Regions from separate parts of the Zea mays genome. Here all the other regions are linked to region 1. Evidence: chromatin contacts called from public Hi-C data. All regions are on one chromosome and are shown on one strand. The core of a region is the stretch at or near the end of the contact, and the rest is flanking DNA. Distances in the headings are between cores, read along the strand shown. Region 1 holds the start of LOC542765 (ras-like gene). Region 2 overlaps LOC103653689 (pentatricopeptide repeat-containing protein At5g65560). Region 3 holds the start of LOC100275671.

Region 1 (3,644 bases), core at 1,141-3,640:
TTTTTCTTCACCAAAAAATCTTCATGAAGCTGAGATTGTGGGAATCCTATACAAAATACTACATAACATCATGTGGTTCATATGGTAGTTCAATCGGTCTAGAATGTACAAGCAAATACACTAGATAGGCCACAAACATTTTTAATTAATCTTCTACAGGTTTGTAGAAAGATTTCAACATTTCTGTAGATTTATGCAGCTGAAAGTATTTGGGGGAATTGAAGTGCAAGAGTTTTTTTAGTTTTGTGCAAAAGTGTGGCTCAGTTCACAGTTCTGTTTTCTTTTGTTGATTTTTACAATTTCTAGGGGAAAGTTTGCAATAATCATGCAAACTGGTGCCACTATTTAAGACCAATCCCACATTAAATGAATTATTACTGTGTTATAAACTTGCAATCTCATTAATTACCAACACTTGGCACAACCTTGAACAAGCACCTGAAAAGAAGTACTAACTAAGAACTAACCTCATTTGATACATCAAATATGCCATCTTGGATTTTCTTGTATATTGTACCAGCGGTCTTAATGAATGCCTATATCAGAAAAAGATGTTAAAATGGTTAGAAAAGACACCAGTGGGCAATATAGTAGTAAACAGTTAGTAGGTCTAAAAAAAATTCACCTCCTCGACGTTTTGTGCAGTTTTAGCAGATGCCTCCATAAAAACCAGACCATGCTCCTTGGCAAACTGTTCGCCTTCCTCATAGCTGACAGCACGCCTATGAGAAAGGTCACATTTGTTTCCAATCAGCATCACTGTCATGTTAGCATTTGCATGTTGCCTGGCATCTTCTAGCCAACTTGCGAGATGATTGAAGGTCTCCCTCCTGAAGTTGGGTGACCCAAACGTAAGAATCATTAGTGATTGTAAATGCCAAAATAAGATGCATATAATATAACCAAACAAAACCATATAACTAGTACCTAGTGATATCATAAACCAAAAGGGCTCCAGCAGCTCCTCTGTAGTATGACCTAGTAATAGATCTGAATGATTCTTGGCCAGCCTGAAATTCAAGTCATAATCAATTGAGAATATAACGCTTCATGACATCACACTCAACAGAAGTAGTGGTGAATGTGTTGTGGTTGTAGTTCATTAAAACCATACTCCTAAGCAAAAAAATAAAAATAATAACATGAACATACTACATGATGAACAAACCAAACAATTATAAGGATGAACAGATTCTGAAACTCGAACTAATATGGGAAATGCTAATAAAAATGCTTTACATGTTACAGTACCCTGGTTACAAACTTACAAGTGTTAAATTCTTGAAAACGTGTAGCCAGACCATTGGAGCAATTACCGAAGATATCTTTGCAAACAGAAGTGTTGCAATTACACTAAGTTGAGATAAATATAGGTCCAATTGTCTAAGAGGAGATATTTTCTTACATCACTGTATAATTTCCTTAAGTTTGTATTGATAAGTATGAATGAAATCAGCAACATACTTGCAATTTAGAACGCACGAGACTGGTTCTTTTGGTACTGCCAGCAGTATTCCATACGAAAACATGGATTAATAACATATAATCAGACTAGACTAAAGCCTGTTAGCTTGTTGGAGTCTGGTGCTTTGTCACTACCTCGACATATGCTGGTTGATTTGATAGTTGGTGACCTAAGTTTGGGATTTTTTTTTGGTAAGCCAGCAGTATGACCGAGACATATATACGACCTTATGCAAGAGGATAACACAATTTTGCACAAAGTGGCTGGATGTTGCAGAACTGCCAGGGTCTGTGATTCAAAAATCTCTAGATTATCAAGCCAGTGCAGCAAAACGCAAGAGGAACATAAATGGCATCAGCAATTAAGGATCCCAAAAATGTTCGCGTTGTTTCTGAAACAATTCGAAATTCCTACAGCCATCGTTGCTTGAAACTGCTAACCTCGTACGCAACCTAAACAACACCATGAAGAGGGCAGGAAAAAACGAACGGAAGAGAGGAGCAGGACGGACCGTGTCCCAAATCTGGAGTTTGATGGGCTTGTTGTCGATGGTGATCATGCGGGCGCCAAATTCAACGCCGATGGTGAGATCGTGCACGGGCTGGAAGCGCTTATCCGTGAACTGCAGCAGCAGGCATGACTTCCCCACGCCTGCAACACAACCAACCAACCGATCGATCAATCGCCGCTCGTATGTACCAACACCGATGAGCAGATGACAGCAGATCCCCAGCCGCGTGGATCCAATCTCCCCCCGCGCGGGGCGGGGCGGCGGGGATCAGAGTGGCAGCGGATTCGGGAGCGAGGGGGCGACGGACCTGTGTCGCCGATGATGATGTACTTGAAGAGGTAGGCGTACGACATCCTCGATCAATAGTGTGAGGTCGGTTGGCCCCGGCGGCGAGTTCCGGAGGATTCGGCTCGATCCTGCTTCCTGCGTCGTTGGGGACTAGAGGGCTGGAGGATTTCCGGGTTGTCAAGGCCGAACGAGAACAGGGCAAGCAAAACGTAACTGACGCGACAGCTAATGGCAACGCGTCCCGTCCAGTGCTCCAAATCAGGATTCCTCGCTGGCTGGGCGGTGGGCTCTGGCCAAATGGCGCGCGGTTTTGCCTAACCGCTCTAGAAGTGGATCTTGAAAAAAAATAGAGTTTATATTGTACTCCCTTCGATTCAAAATATAATTTGTTTGACTTTTTTAACCCTAACTTTAACTATTTGTCTTATTCAAAAAATCATAAAACAAAAAAATTTAAGTTATATGTAAAGTATATTTGATAATAAACAAAACTACAACGGGTTTTAAGTTTTTTCACAATTTTTTGAATAAGACGAGTTGATCAAACTTGTGATAAAAAAGTCAGACGAATGAATAATAAATTGGGACGATGACATTGTTTATAAAATTAAAATTTAAAATAGAAAAGGTGCTGAGAATAGCCTAAAAATGTTGCGTGTATAGCACTATAACACTGAACACATAGACATTAAATATGTGAATGGACATCCGACCAACAATAGCACACACTTCTTGCTCTATCCGTACCAAAATATACTACTCTAGAATCTTTGTACCTTAAATTTAATTATTTATAGCTAAAAATCGATACATATAATATTAAATAGCTAATATTAAAGTAATTATAAAATATGTTTTTATAACAAATTAATTTGGAGCTATAGATATAAATACCATCAACTTCAAACTTAAACAAACATTGAAGAATAGCGTTTTGAGATTATGAAAGTTATCATAACTATCTTGCTACATCTTCTATATTTTAAAAGGTGGCTATTTCTTTCTAACATAATCTTCCTACGTTGTAGAATAATCACTATAAGACACAACATATAAGCTTATTTTAACATTGACCAGCAATTGTGTTCGTACATTATAAACATGATCCAATATATGTTGGAATTAGATTTTGGAGGTGTTTGTTTCGAATTATAATCTGTCCAAATTATATAAATAGATCAAAATTTGTTAGATTATATAACCTAATCAGATTATAATCTCAATCAAATACCCTATTTGTATCATCGCTATACACGAGTTATTTTAACTCGTATGAGCAAAATTTATAAGTCTAACTTACATGTAAGATGCGGAGGGCACAACCCAATAAGTCTTCGAATCAGGCTTCATATCGATCACCGCTTGACAAAAGCAATTCTA
Region 2 (3,684 bases), core at 898-3,397, 180 kb after region 1:
AACTCCCCCATCATTGACATCTCGAATTTCTGTATCATGATCCTACTAAACTCTTCACAAGTTGACTTGTTAGTAGACCCAAATATAATATCATCAACATAAATTTGGCATATAAACAAGTCTTTTGCAACAGTTTTAGTGAAGAGAGTAGGATCGGCCTTTCCGACTTGGAAGCCATTAGTGATAAGGAAGTCTCTTAGGCATTCATACCATGCTCTTGGGGCTTGCTTAAGCCCATAAAGCGCCTTTGAGAGCTTATACACATGGTTAGGGTACTCACTATCTTCAAAGTCGGGAGGTTGCTCAACATAGACCTCTTCCTTGATAGGGCCATTGAGGAAGGCACTTTTCACATCCATTTGATAAAGCTTAAAGCCATGGTAAGTAGCATAGGCAAGTAATATACGAATTGACTCAAGCCTAGCTAAGGGTGCATAAGTTTCATCAAAATCCAAACCTTTGACTTGTTAGTAACCTTTTGCAACAAGTCGGGCTTTGTTCCTTGTCACCACACCATGCTCATCTTGCTTGTTGCGGAATACCATTTGGTACCTACAACATTTTGGTTAGGACGCGGAACTAAATACCATACCTCATTCCTCGTGAAGTTGTTAAGCTCCTCTTGCATTGCCACCACCTAGTCCGGATCTCTTAATGCATCCTCTATCCTGTATGGCTCAATAGAAGACACAAAAGTGTAATGTTCACATAAATGAGCAACTCGAGATCTAGTGGTTACCCCTTATGAATATCACTGAGTATGGAGTTGACGGGGTGATCTGTTTGAATTGCTTGGTGGACTCTTAGGTGTGGCGATCTTTGATCCTGAATCTCTTGTTCATCTTCCTTGTCTTCATTATCATCTTCATCTCCCCCTTGATCAATGTCTTGATCTTCATCCTCTTCTTCTTCAGCCTTATTCTCATCTGGAGTTGATGGAGATGCTTGCATGGAAGATGATGGTTGATCTTGTGCTTGTGTGGGCTCCTCGGATTCTTTTGGACACACGTCACCAATGGACATGTTCCTTAGTGCGATGCACGAAGCCTCTTCATCATCTAATTCGTCAAGATCAACTTGCTCCACTTGGGAGCCATTAGTCTCATCAAACACAATGTCACAAGAAACTTCAACTAATCTCGTGGATTTGCTGAAGACTCTATATGCCCTTGTGTTTGAGTCATAACCTTGTAAAAAGCCTTCTATTGCTTTAGGAGCAAATTTAGAACTTCTACCTCTCTTAATAAGAATAAAGCATTTGCTCTCAAAGACTCTAAAATAAGAAACATTGAGCTTTTTACCAGTAAGGAGTTCATACGATGTCTTCTTGAGGATTCTGTGAAGGTATAATCCGTTGATGGAGTAGCAGGCTGTGTTAATCGCCTCCGCCCAAAACTAGTCCGGTGTCTTGCAGATCTCACACCATAGAGACTTTGAGCAGTCCCTAGCGTGGTGACCCTCTTTCCCACAGATCTGGTAGAAAAATCTCCTCCCAAAATCACGATCTACCACTGGTGAAGGGATCATAGCATTAGGGTTACCTTGCACCATCATCTCTCTAGTTGATGATGAGCCTGCGAAATCGCCTTTGGGGTCAATCCTCCTTGGAGGTGGCTTCAAGCGCCAGCTCAAATTCCTATTCCTTCCTCAATGCTGCTGCTCTTGGGTATTCTCCTTGTTATTGCCTCTCTCCCATTTATGAGTGCACCCTTTCGCCTCCATCTTTTCGGACGTCAGCGATGATCGAGCACCATTAGATCTGAGATGAGGCCACTCCTCACACCCTGAGGGAGGGCGACGTTGAACCCACTGCCAGCCTCCGTGGAAACTAGCACGTGCAGAAGAAGAAATCGTCCAGAGCGAGAAGAAAGCGACGAGGTGAGGGAGAGCTAACCTGCCAATTAGGTCAAGCGACTCCACCCTCGTGTGGACACAAAACCTGCCGGAGCTCCGCCGAGGTCCAACGACATCGACAACACCACCACACGCTTTGGCTGGAGAACCTTGGACTTCATATTTGTTCGTGAGAAATTTGTAATTTTGAGACTCTCAATTTTGGCTTCGTATCGAGGGCTAGGAAGTCCAGTCGAACTGCACGTCTGCACATGAGATCCCCAACAATTGTGACGGCGCCGTGCCGGCGTCGCTAATTCTCGACGTGCAAACGAATCCCCCCGGTGGCCCGGTCGTCATCGTCACCGCCGCTTCCACCACCAGCTCATCCATCTCCGGCATTCCCCGCAACGTCTCCACCCCCCCCATGGCATCCCCTCCGCCCTCTCCATCTCCCGCCGCGCTCATCGCGCATCTCGCCGCTGTGCTCTCCTCCCCGGACTGGCGCTTCCACCCCTCGCTCCCGCAACTCCCTGCCCTCCTCGCGCCGTCCCTACCCCGCACACTCCTCGTCCCGTTGCCGCTCCGCCTCGCGGCCGCAGTCGCCCGCGCCGCCGCGCCGTCCCGCCACCTCCTCGACATCTCACTCCCGGTCGTGCTCCGCCTCCACGCCCTCTCCCCGCCGCCGCTCCGTCCATTCTTCGACCGTCCCTTCCGCTCCCTCCTCACCCACTTCTCCCGCTACGCGCTGACGCCGCTCATGCTCCGGCTGTTCGCCCACATGTACCGCCACGCCCCGCCTGCACCCACGGGTGCTACCTACAATGCACTCATCCGTGCCCTCTGCCGCCGCGCCGATCTCCGCCACGCCCAACGGTACCTCAGCCTCATGGTCCGCTCCGGTTGGCGCCCCGACGCTTTCACGTTCAACTCTTTGATATTGGGTTACTGTCGCACGCAGCAGCTGGAAGTGGCCCATGACTTGTTCTGCAAAATGCCGTTCAGAGGATTCTCACAAGATGCGGTTTCTTACGCTGCTCTGATCGAAGGATTTTGTGAGGCAGGCAGGATCGATGAGGCACTGGAGTTGTTCAGGGAAATGACGCAACCAGACATGTACACACACGCGGCCTTGGTAAAGGGGCTGTGTGATGCCGGAAGAGGAGAGGAGGGTCTATGTATGCTGCAGAAGATGAAGGAGCTGGGATGGAGGCCAACCACTCGTGCATATGCAGCACTGGTCGATTTATGGTGTAGGGAGCAGAAGGCTGAAGAGGCTGAGAAAATACTGAATGAGATGTTTGACAGTGGGTTGATGCCTTGTGTTGTAACATGCACAATTGTCGTGAATGCCTACTGCAGGGAGGGGAGGATGAGTGGTGCAGTGAGGGTGTTTGAATCCATGAGGTTTAAAGGGTGTGAACCAAATGTCTGGACATACAATGCAATTGTGCAAGGTTTCTGTAATGCTGGGAAAGTGTACAAAGCAATGGCTTTGTTGGACCAGATGAGAGAATGTGGAGTAGAGCCAGATGTTGTGACATACAATTTGTTGATTCGAGGCCAGTGCATTGATGGTCATATAGGAAGCGCTTTCAGATTACTCCGTTTGATGGAAGGAAATGGTTTAGCTGCTGATCAGTACACTTACAATGTGTTGATTGATGCTCTGTGTAAGACTGGGAAAGTTGATGAAGCTTGCTCTCTTTTTGATGGCCTAGAATATAGAGGCATAAGACCTAATTCTGTGACATTCAATACGGTGATAAATGGGTTATGCAAGGCTGGTAAATTCGATGTTGCGTGCACATTTTTGGAAAATATGATTTCAGCTGGTTATGCACCAGATAC
Region 3 (3,759 bases), core at 586-3,085, 250 kb before region 1:
CTTTTTTCAACAACCACATTGTATTGTGGTGAGTATGGCGGTGTCCTCTCATGAATAATACCATGTTCCACACAAAAGTCAAAAAAATCACTCGAAAAATATTCTCCACCACGATCAGACCTTAACCATTTAAGTTTTCTCTCAAGTTGATTTTCAGCTTCTACTTTGTAGGTCTCAAAGTAATGCAAACCTTCATCTTTTGATTTTAAAACATACACATAACAAAATGTAGTAGAATCATCGATAAAAGTTATAAAATATCGCTTGCCACCTTTAGTCAATATCCCGTTCATCTCACATAAATAAATTGGAATGTATTAAGTCTAGTGGTGCCAAATTCCTCGCCTCCACAGTCTTATGAGGCTTGCGAGGTTGCTTAGATTGCACGCACACCTAGCACTTGAAACCTTTGACTAAATCAAATTTAGGGATTAAATTTAAATTTGCTAGCCACGAGACACAACCAAAATTGATATGCAAAGTCGTGAATGCCAAATATTCGACTCAATCGAAACAACATTCTTCACAGACTTATTACATGTGTCATGCAAAGATAAACGGAACAAGCATCCACTGTCATAGCTTTTTTCCAACAAATGTTCCATACTTACACATTATATATTTATTAGACTCAACTATTCCCATGCTAGGGCACTAGTAGAAAATACCTCTATGCCTACGGTGAGTTCTAATTTTTACATGCGGTTTGAGTTATCAAGCGCAAGTGATATTTATAGTGGTGGTTCTTTAAGAAAACCAACTGTAGAAATTATATTTCTACGGCTGTTCCTTAAGAAACTGCCACTAAAGATTATTTTTATCCTGATTTTTTTGAGTTTATCAAATAACCTCGTATGAAAAAAACCACCAATATAAAAATTGTAGATTTCTAAAAGTTATGAAACTTTAAAACCGACCACTTTTTATTTGAAATCATTTTGGCCGTCAAGACTTGCATATAAATTTGTCAAATTTAAAATGTAAATTTTGCAAATAACCTCAGATGGAAAAAGTAGCAAAATAAAAGTTGTAGAACTTCAAAAGTTATTCAACTTTGTAGTTGACAACTTTTTTGTTTGACATCGTTTAGAGCCTCAAACAATCAATTTACACTCAGTTGATTATAATATGTGGGCAACAAAATTTCCATATAGAGAAAAAGTAAGTTATAGGTGGAGTGGTCACGTGAGGGTGAGATTGGAGGTTCGATTCCAACCGGGCGTGTAGCGTTTAAATTTTGTACTAGTGGGGTTATGTATACTTTAACTATTGTGCCTTAAAAGGTTTATTAGATATATTTTTATTAAGTTTAAGGAGTAGAATAACTGATTTTTTTATAAGTGAGTGGTTGAAATAGACTACCCAATAACTTGTTTAGAGGTTATCAAGAAAACCTTTTTTTAGGAAATCACATCATCAGATTAGTGCTAGGTTCATTTTTTTTCGTATAAAATACTGTTTAGCAATTCTGGATTCTGTCTAGAACGCTACCAAACATGCCCAGACAGGAGGGTTAATTATTATGGCATCTAAAGGCCCGTTGGCGCGGTCCGCGTTAGATAATAAATCCGGGATGATAGAAACGGGCACCATCGTCACCACCCAGCAGAATCCTCGATCCCACTAGGCCACTACAGAGTAGTTCGTCGTGATAGCTAGCTTAACCTTTTCTTAGCCATGGACCATGGTAGTGCTTCCCTCTCCCCACCACCACTATCGTCTCCCTGCCTTGTCCTCTGCCTCTCTCGATCGTCCGTGTCCCGGCTTCCCCTGCTTTTTCTCCTCTAGCACGCTCCCCTCCATATATACAGATGTTGCCTGCTTTCTTGAACTAGCAAACCAGTCTCCCGCATAGCTAGCACCACAACCTATCGTCCTTGTATATATAGTACTACTAGGCTGTGGTCGATGATGGCGTGTCCGAGCCAAGGAAGAAGACAGCAGAAGCTAGCAAACAACATGAGTGGTGCCATGGACATGGTGCGAGCCGCGTGACCCAAACAAACTACATACGCCTGCCTAGCTAGGAGAGAGCAGACATTGAGAGCTCAGAAGCGTGCGTGCACACGTAAGGATCGATGTGCTGAGGAGGAAAAGAGAAGGAGATCGAAGGGATTATTAAAGTTCTGTCACGTCTTTTTGCTGCCGGCTATCGATCATGTGGAGCCTGGTGCGGCGATGGCGATGGGGGCGGCGGAGGCGGACGGCGCGGGTGGTGGACGAGAGCGCGCTCGGCGCAGACGGCGATACTGACGGTGGCGCCGCCGCTCCGGCCGCGGGCGGCGCGGTGGTGGCGCCGACACTGGGTGGCGCTCTAGCCAGGGCGCTGCTGGCGCTGGCGTGCGCCATCCGCTTCGACGGCGCGGACGTCAGCGCGACGGAGGAGGCGTGGGCCGTCACGGGGTGGCGGCCGCGCGCCGCCGACGAGGTCAGCCACCTCATGGTGCGCGAGAGCATGCGCTACGCCATCTACGCGTAGCCGTATATATATATTATTATGTACCTAGCAGAGTAGGATTATTCTACGTCTCTATAATCTATATATACGTATCCATGCATGCATATACGTACCACTTGGGCATGTAGGAATATATATGCATGTATGTACGCAGCAGGTTGAGACGGTGCATAGTGTATAGAGTACTGTATCCCGTATTCTTGTAGGCGGAGGTCTCTACTAGCTAGTCTACTATAGACGGAGAATAAAAAAACACCAAAAATTCCATGTCAAATTGGCACTGTATTGCTCCTGCGCGTGCCCTTGTAATTCTTGGTCTTCTTTGCCGTTTTGTCATTCGGATGGAATTTGGATTATTTCAGCCTTTGTGTGTTTCTGTATATATATGATACGATATAAAGCATAGTTGTTAGAACTGAATCGGGCATCAAATTGGTCAACTTGTTGAACTGTTAAGAACCGGTTAAACAGCCGACAGTTCTACAATAGTTGTATTGAACCACCTATAAACACTTCAAATCATACAACGCTTTGATATGCAACACATAATTAGCTAGCAAATTATAGTTGATCACATATACAAATAATATGGTAAAAAGAACATAATTATATAACTACAACTAATCTACCTGCTACAGGTTCATAGCACGTATATGTGTCTATCGGCGGTTCTTAGCTCAAATAATGCATCACACCAAGATATGTCTTAATTTAACATGTTTCATAAGTTTTGGTGCTCTAAAGATAATCTATATACTCATAAATTGGCGCAAAAAAGAACTTAATATAGTAATTGAAAATCCACGGTTGCAAAATAATGTTAGATGCTAAAATGAATTGTAATCCTTGCGGAGTGGTTTTTGAGACAACTAAAATTAATGTGTTATTCGTCTAAGTTAAGGCTTATAAAAAATTTTAAAATTAAACAAGAAAGTCAACACACTCATGTTTGGGTAAGCTTACCTGCAACAGCGTTCTCTAAATTTTATCCACTAAAAAAATATTATTTATTCTTCATAACACACTATAAAATATTACATTCTCTATATATATCTATACCATTTATTTCGTTCTCTATATTCGACTCCCTAATAGTTTCCTTTAAAAACCGTATTTTTTTACAATTTTGAGACGCTCGCACATTTCGGATTTTTTTAATTCATATTAATAAATATGTTGTTTAGCTACACTTGACTTTCTGTTCACGCAGTGGCACAAATAGCATTTTTCCTCTTCGCTGGATTCTCCTCCGGTGACTTTGGCGTCGCGCCGCCGCTCTTCCTCACTGTCCGTGGCCGAGC

What was found. Hi-C and Micro-C count contacts between places; a contact is called where the count stands out from the background.
Region 2: a Hi-C map of ear shows a contact between it and region 1, with 4 times the contacts expected there. The contact joins the enhancer-like site here to the promoter of LOC542765 in region 1. A contact is called at or near these places in 8 of 25 Hi-C or Micro-C datasets (bundle sheath, ear, endosperm and 3 more).
Region 3: a contact with region 1 is called in a Hi-C map of endosperm, with 2.9 times the contacts expected there. The contact joins the promoter of LOC100275671 here to the promoter of LOC542765 in region 1. A contact is called at or near these places in 5 of 25 Hi-C or Micro-C datasets (bundle sheath, ear, endosperm and 2 more).

What each region holds. Positions count from the first base shown.
Region 1 is chr4:132,642,990-132,646,633 of Zm-B73-REFERENCE-NAM-5.0, reverse strand. It overlaps LOC542765 (ras-like gene), which reads right to left and starts at 2,390. Exons shown (of 6, transcript NM_001112273.1): 1 at 2,284-2,390; 2 at 1,977-2,116; 3 at 928-1,010; 4 at 626-830; 5 at 468-536. The coding sequence starts at 2,329.
Region 2 is chr4:132,466,939-132,470,622 of Zm-B73-REFERENCE-NAM-5.0, reverse strand. It overlaps LOC103653689 (pentatricopeptide repeat-containing protein At5g65560), which reads left to right. Exons shown (of 6, transcript XM_008680517.2): 3 at 2,078-3,684. Among protein-coding and RNA genes, the nearest start is that of LOC103653689, 17 kb to the left of the region's middle. Within about 2 kb of position 2,147, at least 8 of the 20 cell types and tissues checked have an H3K27ac peak or open chromatin away from gene starts, as enhancers often do. A contact at or near this core is called in ear, where this site is marked.
Region 3 is chr4:132,893,876-132,897,634 of Zm-B73-REFERENCE-NAM-5.0, reverse strand. LOC100275671 reads left to right here and starts at 1,835. Exons shown (of 1, transcript NM_001149701.2): 1 at 1,835-2,585. The coding sequence starts at 2,159. The coding sequence ends at 2,479.